2 separate regions of the Sus scrofa genome follow, and region 1 is linked to region 2. A link is a contact called in public Hi-C data. All regions are on one chromosome and are shown on one strand. Each heading gives the region's core, a stretch centred on a gene start, on an enhancer-like site or on the middle of the called end of the contact. The rest is flanking DNA. Distances are from core to core; before and after follow the strand shown.

Region 1 (3,918 bases), core at 200-2,699, 390 kb before region 2:
CTTCGCCTCCTTCAGATCCTTCTCAAAGGTCACCTTGTGGGAAAGGCCTTCTAGATCACAGGCAGCCCACGCTCTATCCTCCTCACCCTGATTTTCCTCCAGAGCGCCCGAGGCCCCCTGAAGCCGCATCTGTCGCCTGCCTGCCTGCCCTCGCGAGAAGAAAGGGTCCCCGAGGGCAAGACTGTGTTCTCCTCCTCGACGCGGGCCCGGTGTCTGGAGGCACGGCTGGTTCACGACAGGAGCTCAGGACGTGCTGCCCACACGTGCCCGCCGCGGGGAAAGGACGCCTGCCTGATGGCCCCGCACGCGCGCCTTCTCGCGTCCTCTCCGCTTGCGGAACGAGGACCGCCCGCCAGAGGGCGCGACGGCAGAGGCCGACCACGCTCCTCCCGCGGGGTGCTTTTCGGGGTCTGGCCCTGCCCTCTGACCTCTGCCCCTAGACTCAAGCTCGGCCCTCACGGATCCCGACGGGCATCCGAATCTTGCTCCCACAAACAGGCCCTAAGAGTCAAGCCCTCACGATGTCCCCGGTCAACCCATGACACTATAGAACAAACCGTCCCAAGTTCCTGTGTCCTGGGGTTGGAAGTCCCGCTCCAGGTGCCATCACGTCGGAGCTGCTGCCACGACAAGGGGGCGATGTTTGCTAGGAAACTCCGGGAGGCGCTTAACCGCCCCCCCCCACCACCACCACCAGGAGCCCCAGGAAGGCCTAGGCGCCCTTCCGCCTCGCCAAGGGACCTCCCTCCAATCCCGTTCCTAGGAAGTTCTCTAGTGCCTTCCAACCACAGAGCTCTGGGTGCAGCCACTCTCTGGTGTGGCCTGGTCCTGACGTCCAATTCTGAGGTTTCCTGTAGGGCTCGGCACGACCAGGGAGGTGACATGGTTGGAGCTACTGCGCATCAGCCTGAGGTTCTTCTTTCCGGGCATCGGACTGAGGAGCTGGTGTTTCATTCCCATCCTCTCACAGAGGAAAGAGGCCAAGTCCAGAACTTTGCTGACATGACACAATCAGACAGACTCCCGAGGTAATTCATCTCGTGACACCATCTCTAGAGACTTTTTTCTTTTCTTAGGAACTTTGCCTCTCTCTCTTTCTCTAAAGTAGTTTTGGTTTGTCTGTCATTTCTTAGGGTGTAGAAAAGTTTCCCCCCTCACTTTTTATTCCCCCACTTGTAAAATGAGGATTTAGACAACCCCAAATTACAAACCCAAGGGCCTCCCTGGGTCTCCTGCTCGCTCAGTTCTGCAGAGCCCTACGACGGCCAGAGGGGCCAGCGGGCCACACGGAGCAAGCTCAGCTAGTGGCCAAAGGCGCTGAAGGCTGAGCAGGCACGTCTTGGCAGGTGGGGTGAAATGCGAAGGCGGCAGGAGGAAGAGAAAAACAAAGGCAAGGCGGGGGCCCAATGAGAGAAGTTAGAAAGGGAAATGAGACAGCTGGGCAGAGCCCCGAAAGTGCAAGTGCTGTGACGGCCTGAGTGGGTGTGGAGTGCTCACCACAGGCAGGAAAGACAGGCCGAACCGGACCGGAACTGGTACAAAAGAAACAAGGGAGCGGAGGATGCTCGTCCACTGTTGAACTCATCTGGGCACATCCACTTCACCGTCAAGGACACAACTGGGCTGCAACGGAACTGCTAAGCTGCACGTGGCTGGGAGACAAACTCAAAGAATGGGAAAGCAATTTTACGCGTGGAGCAGGAGAATAAAAAGAAATCTCAACAGGGGTTACTGTCTTTTAACAAATGCTTTCGAGACATCTTCCAGCGGTCCCTCTCCCGAGAGACAGGCACACAAGACTTGGATCACCTGAGCACTGACCTTGTTGCTCCTCCCAGATGCTCTTTCATGTGCTAAAGAGACTCTGCCGCTGCCACTGTAGGGGTCAGACTCCCGAATCCCACTTTTGATCCCCTGCTCAATCTACCCAAGACAAACCTCTATGCTACGCGAGCATTTCCTCCCAATGACAATGTTTAGCCTTTTAGGCCCCTAGAGTTCATGCGATCTCTACCTACTATCGCCTCCCTAACACATCAGTTTCCCTTAAGTCCCAGAAAAAGGCCCGTCCTCAGACAACCTGAGGAAGAAAGTTCCTAAGTTCAGAGCAAGAAGGGGCAATGTTCCCATGTAAATGGCAGACGGAGATCAGGCCTCCTCCAAAGAGGTATTACATTTGTGGGCACCAAGCTTAAAAGGCATAAGGCAAGCCAATAAATCATGTCAAGTGATAAACACATGACGTAGGTAGGGACATTTGGCTCAGAGAAGATTCAAGGGAGAAGGAACCCAACTATGACCTTCCATATCCAAAGCGATGGCTCTCTTAAAGTGTGGCCCCCAGACCAGCAGCATCGGCAACACTGGGGAACTTGTTAGAAATGCACATTCTTGGGCCCCAAGCCAGACCCACTAAATCAGAAACTCTAGGGATGACACCTGGCAATGTGTTTTCACAAGCCCTCCAGGCAAGTCTGCTGACGTCCAGTGAATTTTGAGAACCTCGTTCAGAAGTGGAAGTCACCAAACTTTTTCTATGCAGGGCCAGACAGTAAATAGTCGAGGTTTTGTGGGGTTGCTTCTATCACAACTATTCAACTCTGCCACTGCAGTGCAGAAGCAACAAAGAAAATACGTCAACAAATGGGCATAACTGTGTTGTAAAAACGCAAAAACAAATGAGCCAGACCTGGCCGGCAGGGTATGGTTTTCGAACCTCTGTTCTTAAAAAAGAGCGAGCCTTCAAAAGGAGCACTGAATCTAACCGGCAGAGGTTTTCTCTTCCAATGAAAACTGCCTCATCAAAGGATAAATTTCCATTCATTCATCCAAGCCTACTGCCAAATGATGGTTCCTCTTTTTTCCCTCCCAAACCCCTGGTTCTTGAAATCAGTAGCATCATGGGGTGCCACCCTCTTCCCCCCTCCTTGCTGCCTCGACCCATCAGTACCCTCATTCAGATGGCTCACTGTCTTTCTCTCCACGACTGCTGCCCCACTCAAGGGGACTTCAACAAGACTGAAGATGATCCATCCAATACCGTGACCGCCTCTCCCCTCACAATTTTCACCTGAGCCACCCAGACCACGGCCGTACCAAGACATCCTGACACCACCAGTAACAGCAGCTCCCCCAGGATTTCAGCTCCACTACCACTACTTCCTACTTTTTTAGCTTACTTCTATCTAGTAACTCTCCCTCCAGCACTTCTTCAACTTTGTCACTCAAGTTTTTCATGATCCATTCTGCTTCCATGCTTCTCCCTCCCACACACAGTCCACTACTTGTATTTATTCTGCTTGTGAACCCCCTTTGCTCCTCTCTCCCTCTGCGGGACTTACCTGGCAAAATGCCAACCCAAGCTAAACCAACCATCGACCATGACTGTTCCCAAATATGTTAGTACCCAAACAGCTGAATGCTGCTGGAGAAAAACACTTAACTGCGCTGCATGGTTTCACTTTACATGCGGGACCATGAATCTCAAATAGGCACTCACCACTATCCAGAAATTCTATTAAAACTTCCTTAATATAGTAACTTGTCTGCTCTCCAAATAACTCTTTCAAGCTTTATCTTGTCTCTTCAACTCTCCTACCCTCTCTCCTCCCCTCTCATTCCCAGCTCACAGAGAAGCGAGAAGCAATCTGATGAGAGCTCCATCTTTCTATGATCAAACCTGCTACCTGACTGACACCTGTACATACACAGGTTTCTTTCCCTATTGTTAAAATAGAGGGTCAGCTCCTATCAAAACACAATCCCTCCATTTGGGTATTGATTCCATCTCCTCAAAAATTTTGTTCCCACAAAATTTTGTTTTCTTTCTTCTTAATCTTCAATTTTGCTTTCTCCGCAAAATCCTTCTTGGCAAGGTGAGTCACTTTAAAAAAACACAGAAAACAAACCCAAAACCTG
Region 2 (4,153 bases), core at 1,633-4,132:
AGAGCTTTGGGATGCTGGGATCAAGGTATCGTGGAGCTGATATCCAAACCTTCTAGGTATATGGAATTCAGGCACCAGGCCCATTTCTACCTTCTGCTTAGGGTGGAACGCAAGACGTTTTTCGTCCTCACTAGAGTGTCTAAGGGTACAAGGCTACTTACCTTCTTCTCTGGATATGCTTGCTCCTGGGGTTTGAGTGGTGGTCACTTCTAAGCTCCCTATTCTTTTTGCTTTTTTAAGGGCCACACCTGTGGCATATGGAAGTTCCCAGGCTAGGGGTCGAATTGGAGCTGCAGTTTCAGGTCTACACCACAGCCACAGCAATGCCAGATCAGAGCCTCCACTGCCACCTACACCACAGCTTATGGCAATGCCGGATCCTTTACCCACTGAGCGGGGCCAGGGATTGAACCCACATCCTCGTAGATACTAGTCGGATTCATTTCTTCTGAATCACACTGGAATTCTGTATGGTCCCTATTCTTTGTTCACTGTTTTTAGGCAGAGCTGATGTATAAGAACAACCCAAAACTACTAACCCAACTGCACTACTCTGAGGACATGGGTATTCCACTGGTGGTCATTATTGGTGAGCAAGAACTGAAGGAAGGGTTCATCAAGCTGCGTTCAGTGGCCAGCAGGGAGGAGGTGAGTGCGGCAGTCAGAAATAGAAGGGACCAAATGTTTCTCCCTTTCTTAGATTCTTTAAGAAATATGTGGAGTTCCCGTCATGGCGCAGTGGTTAACGAATCCGACTAGGAACCATGAGGTTGCGGGTTGGATCCCTGCCCTTGCTCAGTGGGTTAGGGATCCGGCATTGCCGTGAGCTGTGGTGTAGGTCGCAGACGCGGCTCGGATCCCGCGTTGCTGTGGCTCTGGCGTAGGCCGGTGGCTACAGCTCCTATTCGACCCCTAGCCTGGGAACCTCCATATGCCGCAGGAGCGGCCCAAAGAAATAGCAAAAAGACAAAAAAAAAAAAAAAAAAAAAAGAAAAGAAAAGAAATACGTATCTTCTGGCTAAGGAAATATCTCCAGGGTTTATAGTGATAGAGATGAATGAGTACCCCCTCCAGGCAGCCATTGTAGCCAATGATGGCTGGGCAGGCAAGAAGACAAATGAAATCTCTTTGGGTATCTGGAGATAAAATAAACATAGATCCGGTGTTTGAATCCCTTTAGTCTTGAGCTCCTACCTTCTTCAGGTCAGCTTGAAGCCCAGACTCCCTACCGGTTGCATAGGTCATGGGAATAGTTGCCAAATTAAATGAATCTGGAAAAGCAGTGTCTGAGGTGCTAGTATCACTCTCTAGTTTGTCACATGAAGATTCTCTTATGTTTCAGGTGGCCATTAAGCGAGAAAATCTTGTGGCTGAAATTCAGAAGCGACTATCTGAGTCTTGATCCTTGCCTGAATGCCACCTGCTGCTCTTTGTAGAAAAGGTTTCATCTAGGACTGAGTTCCTGTTCCACAACTTTACAACTGCTGGCCAGGATGGCTGACTCGTGCCTACGCATCCTCCATCTTTTCTGGGTACAGAATTGTAGGAGGTCCTGAGGACTCTGGGGCTAGTGAGAGCAGCTATACTGCATGGGCGCAGATGGCTGGTATGTGACAGAGACATGCTCTAACTGCAGAGGCAGATGGCAGACTTGCAGTGCCGTTGAACGCTGCCAACATGTGCTAATAAGATGGTTGCTGTGAACAAGTCTCTGGGAAAGTCACCTCAGGTTGAGACGATTCTGAACCACTGAGATCAGAAGTCATGTCTTAGCCTTCCACTCTTCGCTTCTGAACCAAATTCTGGGCAGTTTGACCACTGTGTGGTCTTGGCCTGTCCAGGGAGTTTTTGGTAAACAGCAAGAAGGGGCAATGACTGCTCTCTGTTTTGTTTGAGGACAGAGATGCTAGCCCAAGGGCCCAGCAGTGCCCATATTAATATGACGTCTCTCTAGCCTACCCAGTGTTAATCAGGGTGAGGCCGTCTGTTTAATAATCTTGAATGTTGAATTTAATAGGCGACCTGACAAGATGGAGATCTGATCTTTTGAGACTTTGGAGACCATTACCTATGCCTGCTCTAACTAGTCCATGTCCTGCCGTGGAGGTGGCTGTTCTAGAAGTGGTTGTATAATATATTAAATAAAATATTAAATCTAGAAGCTTGGGTAATTTGTTATCGAGGGATTTGTTTGCATAGGCCATAGAAAACGCTTGAGTGCACACTGGAGGATGCAGTGAGCTAAGAGGAACGTCCCTGGGGTGATGTTTTATTTTTGGTGAAGGGAACAGCCATGCTTCCTCCTCCCCGCAGCTGTGAGATACAGTCACCTCACTAAGTCAGTGTGTAGTGTGACATTTGCTAGAGTTCTTCACCCTAGAGTGTTGCTGATGACTGGCCTTCCCAGGTCCGATCGTGTTGATTAAATTGTGCCCTGTAGATTGAATAATTGTGATGTTTCTCAGTTGAAGGAAAAATGAGTTAACCAAGGGGTGATAGCATTGCTTCAAGATAAAGAGACAAAATGCAAACAGCGCTTTCAGTTTGTGCATTAGGAAGACTACAGCCTGTGCAAACTCTTAGGAGCTCTGGGGCCCTATCTTCAGTGCACACAGGTAAAGAGGCATCTAGAGCCCCTGATAACAGAACTTCAGCCTTAAGAAGGTTTGGAAACTCTTGGCAGTGCACGCAGGTTGGTTAGACTAGACCGGAGGGCGCTGATCTGAACTTCATTTTCCTCTTACGTAAAATGGAAGGGTTGAATCTGTGCTTGTTTTTAAAGCCAGGGTGAAAAACCCTCGCAGGCGCCCTTACTTCCGCGTTGCTTCATACTCCCCTTGCGCATGCGCCATTTCCTTGGAGCAGGGGCGGGGCCGACGATCTTGTTTTAGAAATCCTCCAGTCCTTAGCTCGTTTAGAACACGAGACTCTAAGCTTATTGGAGGGCGGGCTTGCCTTACGGCGCAAGGCCGCTTTTTACGGCATTTTCCGGCTTTCCATTCACTTCGCTGTGAAGATGGCGTCGGGTAGCGGGGTAGGTGTTGTGTGTGAGGAGGCTTGGGATGGGGGGTGCGGGGCGGCTTTTCGGCGCTGAATACCCCGCACCCGCCTGGCTTCCCGACACCTCCTGGCGATCTAACCGCCTTGGTTTGAGAGCTCCCCCGTAAGGCCCTGGCGCAGGGTCATCGGAAGCGGGAAGGTCTCGGGTTGGGGTCCTGAGGCAACCTCAGCCTCCCGGTGCTGTCCGGAGAGGCTTCGCTCTTCCCAGGTCCCGGGGCCGCCTTAGCGGCTGGGGAGCGGTTTCTTCTGTTTGTCCAGGGGTCGGACACGATTAGCGACGAATCTTCAGCCCCTTTTCCCCCACAGGCAAAAAACTTGGACTTTCGCCGAAAGTGGGACAAAGATGAATATGAGAAGCTTGCGGAGAAGAGGCTCACAGAAGAGAGAGAAAAGAAGGATGGTGGGTGCCTGTTCCATCAAGTGCTAAGTGTACTGCAGATGCGAAGCAATGGTTAGCGAGTCGGTGGGGGGTTGAAACGCGCTGCCCCCTTTCCTGTGTAACCTCCGGCAGAATAGTGCCTCCCTGGCTCCTCAGGTAGAAAAGTAAGATAGGCGTGAGGAGATGAACTGAAATGGTTTGGAGGTGCTTTCCGGCTCTGCGGTTCCCTGCTTCCTTGCCCTTCCTTTGCTTGGCTCATTTAGTGCTTTCCTCAAGTACAGGGAAGACAGTGGAATCCTCAGTAGTGATCCTCAGAAGAAGTTAAGTGGAGTGTTTTTGCTGCTGTGTATTGCTGCTATTGAACGTGGGATTCTTAACACCGGATTCTTAACCTGGGGAACGTGGGATTGATTGTTTCATCTAGTGCTTACGGCTGTTCTCTGTGCCTTACATTTTGTCAGGGAGTTGGTCTTATTTTCTTTTCTGTTTTCAGACTTGTACTTTCTTTTGCTTTACTTGCATACTCCAGCACTTTTGGTTTTTATGTAACTCATGCAATAGTACTTGGCATATAGCAGATATTTCCTAGATAATAGTTCTTCTTTAAAAAACTTCCCCAGCTCTCAGAAGATTGCCGTGTTACACATGGGGTATCTGTCTGAAAACACTAAATGAGTGGTCTTGCTTTTCTTTTCTTTTTTGTCTTTTTAGCAG

Evidence for each region. Hi-C and Micro-C count contacts between places; a contact is called where the count stands out from the background.
Region 1: a contact with region 2 is called in a Hi-C map of skeletal muscle, with 3 times the contacts expected there. The contact joins the enhancer-like site here to the promoter of ZMAT2 in region 2. A contact is called at or near these places in 1 of 5 promoter capture datasets (fetal liver), 7 of 47 Hi-C or Micro-C datasets (alveolar macrophages, embryonic fibroblasts, liver and 4 more) and 2 of 2 datasets of contacts at active chromatin or transcription factors (alveolar macrophages and skeletal muscle).

Annotation. Positions count from the first base shown.
Region 1 is chr2:142,016,367-142,020,284 of Sscrofa11.1, forward strand. All of the region lies in intron 3 of PFDN1 (prefoldin subunit 1), which reads right to left. Among named protein-coding and RNA genes, the nearest start is that of PFDN1, 60 kb to the right of the region's middle. Within about 2 kb of position 1,450, at least 12 of the 83 cell types and tissues checked have an H3K27ac peak or open chromatin away from gene starts, as enhancers often do. A contact at or near this core is called in alveolar macrophages, omental adipose tissue, retroperitoneal adipose tissue and 1 more, where this site is marked.
Region 2 is chr2:142,408,088-142,412,240 of Sscrofa11.1, forward strand. ZMAT2 (zinc finger matrin-type protein 2) reads left to right here and starts at 2,883. Exons shown (of 6, transcript XM_003354316.4): 1 at 2,883-3,034; 2 at 3,367-3,460. The coding sequence starts at 3,017. LOC100521256 (probable histidine--tRNA ligase, mitochondrial) reads left to right here. Exons shown (of 12, transcript XM_013995242.2): 11 at 1-25; 12 at 1,343-2,166. The coding sequence ends at 1,402.